Regions from separate parts of the Mus musculus genome. Here regions 2, 3 and 4 are each linked to region 1. The links are chromatin contacts, called in public HiChIP or PLAC-seq maps. All regions are on one chromosome and are shown on one strand. Each heading gives the region's core, a stretch centred on a gene start, on an enhancer-like site or on the middle of the called end of the contact. The rest is flanking DNA. Distances are from core to core; before and after follow the strand shown. Region 1 holds the start of Cdc42bpb (CDC42 binding protein kinase beta). Region 2 holds the start of Amn (amnionless). Region 3 has its middle 16 kb from the start of Gm266. Region 4 overlaps Cdc42bpb (CDC42 binding protein kinase beta).

Evidence for each region. HiChIP or PLAC-seq counts read pairs in DNA pulled down with a chosen protein or histone mark.
Region 2: an H3K4me3 HiChIP or PLAC-seq map of embryonic stem cells shows a contact between it and region 1, with 38 read pairs. The contact joins the promoter of Amn here to the promoter of Cdc42bpb in region 1. A contact is called at or near these places in 7 of 39 promoter capture datasets (the HPC-7 cell line, HPC-7-derived erythroid cells, the SN4741 cell line and 4 more), 6 of 484 Hi-C or Micro-C datasets (B cells, cerebral cortex, embryonic stem cells and 2 more), 5 of 115 datasets of contacts at active chromatin or transcription factors (bone marrow-derived macrophages, embryonic stem cells and forebrain) and 3 of 9 other capture datasets (adipose tissue, liver and pancreatic islet).
Region 3: a contact with region 1 is called in an H3K4me3 HiChIP or PLAC-seq map of bone marrow-derived macrophages, with 3 times the contacts expected there. The contact joins the enhancer-like site here to the promoter of Cdc42bpb in region 1. A contact is called at or near these places in 3 of 39 promoter capture datasets (embryonic stem cells, hematopoietic stem and progenitor cells and stem cell-derived epiblast-like cells), 7 of 115 datasets of contacts at active chromatin or transcription factors (bone marrow-derived macrophages, embryonic stem cells, microglia and 1 more) and 3 of 9 other capture datasets (adipose tissue, liver and pancreatic islet).
Region 4: an H3K4me3 HiChIP or PLAC-seq map of bone marrow-derived macrophages shows a contact between it and region 1, with 2.4 times the contacts expected there. The contact joins the enhancer-like site here to the promoter of Cdc42bpb in region 1. A contact is called at or near these places in 5 of 115 datasets of contacts at active chromatin or transcription factors (bone marrow-derived macrophages, embryonic stem cells and intestinal villus epithelium) and 3 of 9 other capture datasets (adipose tissue, liver and pancreatic islet).

What each region holds. Positions count from the first base shown.
Region 1 is chr12:111,376,285-111,379,160 of GRCm38.p6, reverse strand. It overlaps Cdc42bpb (CDC42 binding protein kinase beta), which reads left to right and starts at 1,443. Exons shown (of 37, transcript NM_183016.2): 1 at 1,443-2,064. The coding sequence starts at 1,890.
Region 2 is chr12:111,269,663-111,272,538 of GRCm38.p6, reverse strand. It overlaps Amn (amnionless), which reads right to left and starts at 1,443. Exons shown (of 12, transcript NM_033603.3): 1 at 1,375-1,443; 2 at 724-842; 3 at 597-641. The coding sequence starts at 1,417. Gm51960 (a long non-coding RNA gene) reads left to right here. Exons shown (of 3, transcript XR_003950150.1): 2 at 514-719; 3 at 1,324-2,876.
Region 3 is chr12:111,468,249-111,471,124 of GRCm38.p6, reverse strand. No RefSeq gene overlaps it. Among named protein-coding and RNA genes, the nearest start is that of Gm266, 16 kb to the left of the region's middle. Within about 2 kb of position 1,429, at least 16 of the 459 cell types and tissues checked have an H3K27ac peak or open chromatin away from gene starts, as enhancers often do. A contact at or near this core is called in bone marrow-derived macrophages and trophoblast stem cells, where this site is marked.
Region 4 is chr12:111,307,952-111,310,827 of GRCm38.p6, reverse strand. It overlaps Cdc42bpb (CDC42 binding protein kinase beta), which reads left to right. Exons shown (of 37, transcript NM_183016.2): 22 at 2,631-2,720. Among named protein-coding and RNA genes, the nearest start is that of A230087F16Rik, 25 kb to the right of the region's middle. Within about 2 kb of position 1,362, at least 10 of the 459 cell types and tissues checked have an H3K27ac peak or open chromatin away from gene starts, as enhancers often do. A contact at or near this core is called in bone marrow-derived macrophages, where this site is marked.

The DNA of each region.
Region 1 (2,876 bases), core at 194-2,693:
CTCCCGAGTGCTGAGATTAAAGGCATGTGCCACCACGCAAGTATACTCACTGTTTCAAGTTCAAAGGAAGCTTACAGAGTACACCTGGGTCTGATCTGTCCCAGGGGTGGACGGCGTCCTAAAAGGCAGTGCGGAAACAGATCTGGGATGAGCAGACGCACTGAAGGCAGTTGGGTTGGGCACCTCAGACTGGTACCGGGGTGCAAGGGCAAAGTCCTAATTTGGAGGGATTAAATAGTCCAGCAGCATGCAATCAGAGAAGGGACTCAGAGTTGTCCGTTGGGAGTGGCTGGAAGTGTGACAGGGCCAGCCAAAGAAGACACTCTCGTGGGCAAGCTTACGGGACAAAGAAAAAGCAAGAGGGCTGTCAAGGAAAAAAAAATGCAGTTGGCTGCTCAGACTTTAGTTTTGGGTAGGATGATTCTCTTGGGCTTTAATTTTTAAGTTTAAACAACTGGGCATCACACACATGCAGTAACTCGTGAATATACTTTATATGTGTATAGATTCCTTCACAATAATAAAGATCTGACAAGGGTTCGCTCTATCCAACCTACAATACCGGGCTATTTTGCCTGCGTCTTAAAAACTAAGTTAGATACACACACATACTGACGCGCGTGAATTTTGAGGGCAGTTTGGAGGCTTATGTGTGTGCTTCGTAACCCCAACCAAGTCATACATCATTCCCAGCAGGCAGGGACTCTTCAGTCGCTTCCTGCTGGAGTCGCCATTCGGCTTTCCACCCTGCGCTTTGCCTCAGGCTCCTCTCAGCTTCCGGCTTCCAAACCCCACCTGCCCCGCCTCTGCTGCACCACAAGCCCCCATTCTTTTGAAGCAACCTTGGGGTCCACAAAGGGCTCCTCCTCTGCGGAGGTTGGGGATGTCATAAGGGATGTTTTACATCAACCTTCTGAGCCGTCCAACTGAGTGAAAGCGGCGACTCGCCTGGAGACAACAGTCTACTCCCCACCAGGTCGACACCCTAATAATCAGTCACGGGGTAGACTCTGAACCGATGAGACAGGGCACTGCGCATCCCCAGCGGCGCGTGCCCAGTGGGGAGCGCGCGTCCAGCGGACCCCGGAGCCTCCCGGCAGGTGCCCCGCCCGCGTCTCCCGTGCGCACTGGGACCCAGAGCACTGTCGGTTCACAGCTCAGACGAGCTCAACCGAAACCCAGCAGTAATGACCCGGGGGTCGCGCCGGACAGCTGCCTCGCTAGGCCACGAGGGTCGGTCCCGAGGATCGGGAACAGAGCCGAACTATGGGACCCAGGGCGCACACAGCGCGGCTGGGCGCCCCGCCCGCGCTCCTGTGCGCGTGCGCCACCCGCAATCTCGGTTTCGCACTGGGTACCCCGCCCCACACCGTCCCTACGGCGAACCGCGAGGCCCAAAGAGCGGAGGATCGCCGCGGGCCGAGGGCGGGGCGTCGCGCTGAGGTCAGCGCGGCGGCGATCGGCCCCGCGGTGGTTGGCTGCGCCGCGCTGGCCGCGCCCTGGTTGGCTTGCAGGTCGCGGGCTGGGCGGCTGGCCGGGCTGAGGTCGGGGCTCGGGCGCCGGCCGGGTGTACGCGGTGCTGGGCTCCGCCGCGGTCCGGGTCGGTGACGGCGCGCGCGAGGGCGCGGCCAGGCGCCGAGGGCGGGGACGGCGTGCGGGCGGCGCCTAGGGGAGGAGACCGGCCCATGGACCCGCGGGGCCCGGTGCCCCAGACTCGGTGCCGCCGGGACGGAGCCCAAGATGTCGGCCTAGGCCGGGCTGCGACGACAAGGACTGTGCGGCTACTGGACGCCGGGGTGCGCGGCCGCCGGGCCGGGGAGTGCTGGCTCTGACGCCGGGGCGCACGGACGGAGAGAGGCCGGCGCGTGGGGAGCGGGCCGCGCGGCACCATGTCGGCCAAGGTGCGGCTCAAGAAGCTGGAGCAGCTGCTCCTGGACGGGCCGTGGCGCAACGATAGCGCCCTGAGCGTGGAGACGCTGCTGGACGTGCTGGTGTGCCTTTACACCGAGTGCAGCCACTCGGCGCTGCGCCGCGACAAGTATGTGGCGGAGTTCCTCGAGTGGGGTGAGTAAGGTGCCGCTCGCCCCCCTGCGCCTCTCACTGCTCGCACCCGCGCCGGGCCTCCCTGGTTCTGCGCTCCGGAGCCACATCCTCCGTTTGCACTCCCCCCACTCCCGGCCATCGCCCTGGCCGCTTCCTAGACCCACCCTCCCAGTCTGGATATCATTTCCTGCAGCGCTCCCTGGGATATCCGCCCTGCCCCCGCCCCGGACTAGCCTTTGGGGTCCAGAGTCGAGCCTGGAGCTACCCCTCCTAGCCCTAGACTCTACCGGGTGGGAGGGCAGCCTCTGTGCCTTTTGCACCTCCTCACCACCCGCCCCTGCTCGGTGGGCCTTCCGAAGGCTTCGTTCCACAGCCCAGCCCCTAGGACTCCACCCAGGTGACAGCCTGTCCACCTCCCCTTGATGTCCACGGCTTGAATATCCCTTTCTTTTAGCACGTCCGAGCAGTTTTTAACTGTTAAAGGTTTTATATAAAATACAAGAACCCTCCCCCAACACCCCCAACCCCCGACTCCCTAATTGTAACCGTGTCAGACTGGTGATATTTCGGGGTGTGTGTGACAGCTAGAACTGTCACTTAAAAACTTATACATCTGATCTTGGGTATTCGGTTCATCTAGGGATCTAATGCAGTAATCATAGATCGGATGATCTATTGTGCTTTATTAGGACGAATGCTTGATTAAGTCATTCATTGACAGTTCTCAAGACAGGCTACAGTGTAAGGTTTCAACCAACCCGGACAGTAATTTCCCCTTAAGACCCTCAGTTCCCTCACAAGGACTAAGGAGGAGGAAGTGTGATTTAGGTTCA
Region 2 (2,876 bases), core at 194-2,693, 110 kb after region 1:
AAGGTGGAACTCCCATGTCATCCCGTTAGGAAATTAGCAAAAGGAAGAGCCAGGCGTGGTGGCGCACGCCTTTAATCCCAGCACTTGGGAGGCAGAGGCAGGCGGATTTCTGAGTTCGAGGCCAGCCTGGTCTACGGAGTGAGTTTCAGGACAGCCAGAGCTACACAGAGAAACACAGTCTAGAAAAACCAAAAGAAAAGGAATTAAGGAAGAAAGGAAGAGAGAGAGAGAGTTCATTCTTAGCTCCAACCACAGGGTCTGAACTAGGGTCTCGGGACCATCAGCCTTTATTTATAAAGCACATAGCCTTAGCATGAGGGGAGGCAGGGGCTGTTTAACCTCTTGCTCCTCACCCTCCGGCTAGCTGGGCCACTGGTAGCTTGTTAACATGGCCTCCAGGAAGGGAAGGGCAGGCACGTTTCCCAGAGCCCACCCTGCACTTAGATACTGTGGGGGAGGGGACAGTGGAGCTGGACTGGGAGACCCCACGTACTCTCTGATGTCCTTTCCCAGAGATTGTCTCTACCCAGAGGCTCCATGGCGGCGCACGACCCAGGGCCAGCCATGCCCGCTGAGGCCACAGCCCCGAGCCTTACCATATCCGAGATGGCGTGACTGTCTCGTACCAGGACCGACACCATCTGCAGCAAGAGGTGGCGTTAGGCGCGAGGCTGACCGACCTCCCCACCTCCAGTTCATCCCCTCAACCCCCCACCAAGGTACCTTGTCCGCCGGGAACTGAACCGCATCTCCCGCGCACGGGGTCCGGTTCTGGTTCCAGTTGGAGGCAGTATCGAAGGAGGTATTGGGGACCCAAAGTTTGTAGGCGGCCCGAGTCATTGCTAAAGAAAGGAAGGCTGAGTGTCGCCTTCTGGGAAGGCGACTTTCCAAAGAGGCGCGGCAGAGGTGCACACAGCGCAAGGCGGTCAGGCCCCACCGCGGCGTTCTCAGGCGCACTCTTAGCTGATCTACAGAACCCGCGCAAACATGCCCTTCTCCTCCCTCGGAACGTCGTCTCTATTCACAGCACTCTGACTGCCCGGGGGGGGGGGGGTCGGAGGGGAATCGGCCCTTAGGAAAGAGCTCTGGCGGGAAGCTCACTGGGGCAGAGAGGGGTCCCAGAGCCCGGAGTTGGCGACCCTGTCCCGATTGTGCACAGAGGAGGCGCCAGGGGCTGGGAGGTCCACGGGAATAGGCTGCGGTTTCTCCACTTCCTGGGCTTTGGAAACTTTACCAACCCACGCCAGAGGACCGGGAAATTGAGGCAGGCTGCCAACGCCACCTCCATATCCCAACCTCTCCTGCGATCGCGACCCTTCCTAGAGAAACCTCAGCCTCAATCAAGGTCCAGACCCAGGGGGACACGGGGCCTACCACAGAGCTGCAGCCACAGCAGGACCCGGCCCAGAGCACCCATCTCTCCGCCGAGGCTCTCACAGATGCGGACTTCGCTCCGAGGGCCCCACGTGACCGGGCGGGGCTGAGGGACAGGGGGCGCCCAGATGTTACACATTTACCTTGGGATCGCCCAGCTGTCTCCTGAGGGCCCTTGGAGGAATCTTCTCAGCGGCTTTAGCATCTGCCCTTTAGGACCCAGGACCCTGGGTACCCAATAAGAGGGTGTCGTCCTGACTTTCCCGGTGACACGGTGTGGAGGTGGCCAAGAACCCTGGAACTCAGCCATCTTTGCCCATCTTCTCCAGGCCTGAAGTCTTAGCCTGGGTGTGTGCTCTGCAGGGATTGTGTGGGTTGCAGAACAGACCGGAAGGGATGTCAAAGGCGCGTGAAGGTCCTGGAAGAGAACAAAGAGAGCTAAGGCAGAGAGTGACGTGCCTGGGTAGGCTGGCCATGAAGGCAGGTTAGAGGTGACAGGCAGGGTGCACGATGAATGGAGAATCACCAGTGAGAGAAATGACGGGTGGGCCAGTCACCAAACGGTGGTGGCAGTGGCTTGAGGAGGGCTTCTGTGAGTACATCATTGACAGTGGCACCTGGTGTTGGATGTTAAATTCCTGATAGCAATGGGGATGACAGTGGCTGGAGAGTGACTGGGCTAATGGTAGAGGGTGGCTCACTGATAGCTGTGGATGAGTGGGTAGGGGACAGTGGGTGGTGGCTGGGTGGGAGTGATGGCAGCTGTAGACATGACTAGGTTGTGTGTGTGGGGGGGAAGAGTGGACCGGAAGGGATGTCTGGTGGATGGCAGACTGAGGATGCTGGGAAAGTGGGGTGAAGATGCTGGTGGGGTCCATCTGCAAGGAGTGTTGGCTGAGGTAACAGGAAGGTCGAGGAGAGGTAACAGATTTTATGTGGGATGAGTGGAAACAGACAGTAGATGAGGCGGGTCCCTTGGCAGGGCCGGAAAGAGGATGGAGATCGGGCAAACGGGGTAATGAGAGGCTACCCCAGGCAAGAAGCTTCCCAGCCCAGAGGTCAACATGTCACTCGGGAGTTGTCTCTTGTCATCCAGCCCCGCCCAGTCACATGTCCCTGTGGGGCAAAAATGGATGCCTGAAGAAGATACCAGGGAGGAGTGTGGGTGAACTGTGGGCAGATGAGGTTTGGTTGGTGGGTTGCATGGTGTGACTTCACAGCCAGCTTAGCAGGTTCACCCCAGACACACCTCTGGCTGTGGCTGTGAAGGTCTCTCCAGACACTGATCGGGCCAGACCTGCACTGACTGTGGAAAGTCTTCCTCTCTGCTTCCTGAGCCATACCACAGCGCGATGTGTATGACATACCAGTATGACCAGCCGCCTCATGCCCTCCCTGCCGTCTCCTCCAACTGTAAGCCCAAACACACTTTTCTTTCCTGAGGCCACCTTTGCCAGGTGTTTTGCCACAGTAGGGGTGTTAGAGGAATCACCTTGGGGTCA
Region 3 (2,876 bases), core at 180-2,679, 92 kb before region 1:
ACACACACACAGACACACACAGACACACACACACACACACACACAGAAAGAGAGAGCAACTATCCCCAATTAAACACAAAGAAAACATGATTTTAAAAATAGAGCCACAGGGAGCGGAGCAGAGGGCTCAGCAGTTAGAAGTAGATATTCCTTTTGCAGAGGACCTGAATTTGATTCTCAGCACTATGGCTAAAAACCAGCTGTAACTCCAGCTTTGTAACACTCCCTTCTTCTGGCCTCTTTGGGCACCCACATTCACGTACATTTTGCCGACACATAAATAAAACAATATTTAAAGGTAGAAATGGCGCATTAGTGGACCATAAGATCACTTCATCTAGCCTTCTCTACATGTGCATGGAGTCTCTGCAGAAGAAAGGAGAGGGGATGGATAAAACATTACAAGCAGAATGGCTGAGTCAGCCCAAATTAAAAAAAAAAAAAAAGAAGAAGAAGAACACTGTTAGAAATGTAAGATTGGAAATGAAACCCGGGTATGGGGAAATAAAGAAAACCAGCTCACATGCAAAGCCAGATACAGAAATGCTCAGATGTGCATGGATGGAGAGACCGCCCTTCCAGCACAGCAGCCAAACAAGAACTCTGGAAGGACCGCAGAAGACAAGACACCAGGATGTGCCCCAGGTCTGCCGAAAGAGCAAGGCAAGAATGATAAGTCACAGGGGTGGAGGGCTTGCATGATTCTGTGAGACCACGTGGTGGCTGTCATCTGCCATCCCAGCACTCAGAGATGGAGGCAGGAGAATTGCCATGAGTTCAAGTTCAGCTGGAAGAGTTTCAGCCTTGCCTGGCAACAAAATGAGATATTATCTTAAAAATCGAATTTTGATAATCCCAGTACTTGGGAGACAAGCTTTTAAAGCTAGTGTAGTCTCCCTGAGAGCCTCTGTCAGAACACTTCAAAACAAAACAAAACAAACAAACAAAACCCAACCAACCAACAAACAGCAAAAATAACCAATGCTCCCAGCAGGTTAGGCATTGCATTCTTCACAACAACTTAAACTTACAGTTAAAATGCACTATATTCTCATTAAATATTTGGAGATGCACACGGAGCAGTGGTAACATATGCCTTTAATCCCAGCACTTGGGAGACAGAGGCAGGCAGATCTCTGAATTAGAGGCTAGACTGGTCTGTACAGTGAGTTCCAAGACATTGGGCTACACAGAGAAACTCTATCTCCAAAAACAACAACAAAATCATAAAAATAAAAAAGAGATAGTTAGATCTGTTGGCTTACTCTTATAATCCAAGCACTCAGGAGAGTTCATTAGCAAAAAGTGGGTGAGGTCTAGGCTTCACATACACCTAACTTACCCCTCAGCTGCCTGCAGTCCTGATGGGTACCCAGAGCCTGGGAGGAACATACCTGGGAGAGGACTTGAGTCCACCACTAGGGGGCGAAACCAGCTCAATGAACGAACAGTTGCGCCTGTACGTGGTTTTCTCCTCTGGTAGCTGCTTTCCAGGGGCTGCAACTCCGGGGAGCCTCCTGCAGCTTTGGGATCAAGACCTAACTTCCTTTTCCTCAAAGGACCCCGGGACTTTCGGAGACTCTAGATGAGTTTCTGCAGCCCACGGTATCCAGGGTCATTCTTGAGGCACTGAGTGCCCCCCACCCCACCAGTGCAGATCCTGGACCCACTGCCTTACAAAGGATCTTGGATCCCAGAAACCTGTCTGGGGGCCAACAATCTGAGACACAGTCTCTTAAACAGAAGGAACCTAGACACATGTTGTCAAGACAACATCCAGAAGGAGCCCCAGAGTTTAATAGCAGAGGGTTGATGGATCTGCCATCAGCCATCAAGGACTCTGCTTCGTCACCCTACTCTTCCAAAAGCAATATTTACAGATTTTCTTCTAACAGCGAAGAAAACACGATTGAACTGCTTTGGTGACTCCATGCATAACACAGCTTCTGCTCTGTCCTGGGCTTGGTCCCTTTTTCCCAGAGCAAATCGGGAGGGGATGGCCCCGAACTGACCACCTTCCTGTTGGCTACTTTCCTGGGTAAGATGGGGCCCCTCTCCTCCGGTTCGCTTTCTTCCTTCTGCCTGATGCCCCATATCTTTTAGGATCAGAAAGATCCCATTGGTTTACAACCGGCAACAACAACAAAAAGTTTGTATATTTATTTAGGTGTGTGTGTGTGTGTGTGTGTGTGTGTGTGTATTCACACACACGCCGAGGTCTGAGGGTTCTCTCCTTCTACCATGTGGGTTCCTAGGATCAAATTCAGATTGTCCGTTTGGGCAGGGAAGTGATCTTACTCACTGAGCCTGTCACTGGCCCTTGTTTTGTTTTTAAATCAGTCTAGAAATCCTCAGGACAGCACAGTCCTTACCAAAGGACTCTGGAACCATCCTTAGATCCCGCTCTTCCAAATGACACCTCTGTGTGGAATGGCTGAAGTAAACTCACAGCTTTTCCTCTGGATTCAAGGGCCACAGGCTCCTGTCCAGTGGTCCCTTCCTCTCCAGCCCTGAAGGTTAGTGGGGGAGGCCGAATCCTTGTGAAGGCCCCAAGGGCTCAGGCACACCTTGGGGCTCTGGAGCAGAGCTTGCCAGGGAGTGGAGTTAAGAGTCATGAACACCAGAGGGCAAGGAGGACACACAAGCCAGTCATGAAACCTTTGGCTTGAAGTTCTGGACTCTGACTAAGCCTGGGAATTGGCCCTCGGGCCTAGGTCTCTGACGACCATCCTGCCCCTGGAGTCCTTCCTTCAGGCTGCTCTGCCCTAGCCACAGGCAAACTGCAGGTTCCCCCAGAGTGTGACAGTGGAATTTTCCTGGCAGATGCAGGCATGGGAAGGAGAGTTAGAGTCAGAGAAGCTGGGGCAAAGGCTCCA
Region 4 (2,876 bases), core at 113-2,612, 68 kb after region 1:
AGGGCACATGCCTCGCTCAGGCTTGATCCCCAGGACTGAAGGGGACGGGAGCTGGAAGAATGAGTGAGTGTGCGCGCGCATGGCGTTAGCGGAGCTTCTGCTAAAGCACCTGATGGTGGTGTTGACCCACCAGCCCAGTCAGAGTGGGGCATACTGAGCGTGCACATACTGAGCGTGCACGCCCTCACCTGGTGTGTGCTCCGCTTGCACACTTGCTTTTTCTCTGCTTGACTCCCTCGCTGACAGCTTCTTAGCTGATAGTGGTTTACAGACAGCAGCGACCCAGGACACCTCACCCTCACTCCCCCCTGGCACTCAGGTTCTTCTCCGTGAACTTCAGTGCCATCCTAAGGCTGTACCAGCAGTGAGTTTCGGCTCAGAGTAGACCTGCCTGTGTCCTGGACAACTGCTCTCCCTGTTCACGATGTACCGGAGGCCACTGGTGGCATTTAATCATCAGGCGCCATCTAAATGGCCTGTCTGTCCCACTTAGGACAAGGGGAATGCCCACACTCTGGGTTTACATCATGTTCCCTGTGCGTGGTGTGCGCGTGGTGTGTGTGTGGTGTATGCGTGGTGTGTGCGAGGTAGGAGGCAGTGTTGGCATTGTCTGAACAGGAGACAAATTCTTTTCTCTTCAGAGTTCACTTTGCAAATGCATCGCTGGGTTGAAGTGGCAAGGGCGTGGCGCCCCCACCCCCAACCCGTTTGTAGGTAGTAGTCACGGGTGACCACGTGGGGATGTTGTAACACTTCCAGGGCACCAGGGGGGCGTTCAAGTCACTCAGCTGTTTGACTTGACTCCACAGCGGTTCTCTGTGTAGCCCTGGCTGTCCTGGAACTCACTCTGTAGACCAGACTGGCCTCAAACTCAGGGATCCACGTGCCTCTGCTGGGGTTAAAAGTGTGACCACCACGCCCAGCAAGTCCTCAGTTCTTAAGCAGATCCATTATAAAAGTAATTTCTCACCTTGGACAAACCTTATCAGGGGGTAAATGGAAGAGCTGGGTGACTGTCACAGCATGGACGAGTTAGACATGGAGGCGGAGCAGCACGCCTCGTTCGCTGTCCAGCATGTTGCCCATGTCTAGACCCTGTTCAACACTGTTCACCTGAGTGTGGATGTGTTTCCTAGGAGAGAGCACCCTCAGCTGCATTGGGGTCCGAGCTCTCCTGGGAGCTCTTTCCCCTGCCAGATTAAACATGCTGCTGAATGCTAGAGCCGGGTCTCCATGGAGCCTCATTGGACTTTCTTGCCAGGGTTTACTGGGTGGGAAATGATCATTTGTGTTCCTCCTGTCTGTTACACCAAGGACTCGCTCTCTTCCTCATCTGCATCTTCTCTGCTAGCCTTGTGGGAGGACGTAAGTGACTGCAGTTCCCCTTCCGCGGGCTGCTCGGAGACAGTGCCCCGCGTGCCCTGACTTCTGAGTCTGCGTCCTTTGATTAACAACTAAGGAAACGGCTTTCATGCCGCTAAAACTGACTCCATTGGCTTGCTCTTCACTTACCAGCTGGATCGCTGACCTGTTTAACTTGCCTTGTGGGTGGTACTCATAACTACTAGCTCTGCTCACTACCTAATTAATGTCCCTGTCCACAGAGGTCCTTTACCAACTCCACCACTGCAGAATGCAGTTGTACCTGTGCTGTGTGTGACCCCTAGTCTCTCCTCCCCTCAGAATGTGGAGTCCTCCTCAGGGTCTGATCCGCAGCTGTCGGAAGGTGTGCACGGTGCTTTTGGATCAAAAGCAGGACACAGTTCAGCTGTAGACTTGTAGGCGCTTCTGCACATTTCCGAGTACTTTTGTGCACTGGGAGTAGCCAAACACTGCACCCACGCAATGTTGTATGAGGGCTACACCCGCAGAGAGGTTCACTCCAGAGAGCCAATCGTGAGGTGCCTGTGAGTGCAGGGATTGTTAGAGGAAGACCCTGTGTTCGCTGAAGTGCCAGCTCTAGCTGTCAGGGCCCTGAGGGAGCGGTAGATTCACGTGATTTCTGGAAGGAGGGAGGGAGGTTAAGCGTCTGGGCCGTCTGAGGACCGCCTGAGGGTGATTTTCCTAGTTGCTTTATTTTTTTTTATATATATATATATTTTTTTTAAAGATTTATTTATTATTATATGTAAGTACACTGTAGCTGTCTTCAGATATACCAGAAGAGGGCATCAGATCTCGTTACGGATGGTTATGAGCCACCATGTGGTTGCTGGGATTTGAACTCTGGACCTTTGGAAGAGCAGTCGGGTGCTCTTACCCACTGAGCCATCTCACCAGCCCTAGTTGCTTTATTTTTAAGAGATAGGTTTTTACTGTGTGGCCTTTGCTGGCCTTTAGAGCTCATTCTTTAGTGCAGGTTGGCCTCAGACTCAGTGCTGATTAGAGGCGCGCACTACGCCTAGGCCCTGGTTCCTAGTTTATAATGGCTGGAGGCGAGACAGCCTATGTTACAGGGTGGCCAGGCACCATCTTCCTATTGACAATAATAGTGACTTGCCAGTCCCTGTAAATGACGGAATACTTGTGAGGAAACAGTTCGTGGTGAGACCTGGGGGCAGGGTACAGGGGACCCCAGGCCCTGACAATATACTATTGTCCAGGAAAAATGACACCTTTTCTTTTTACAGACCAGCTCAGCTAGTGACCAGGAAACACAGGCTTCAAAGATGGACTTGTCCCCATCAGTGTCTGTAGCCACGAGCACAGAGCAGCAGGAGGTAAGACTGCAAGCCCTGTGGGTGCTCTGTGGGCCCTGGGGTCCGCTGTGCAGCTTGTAGCTAGGACCCGTCTCTCCCCTTCAGAACTCCGTCAGACTATCAGCTGAATGAGTGAAGGAGACCTTAACAGGTGTCTCAACAATGTAGTAAATTAAA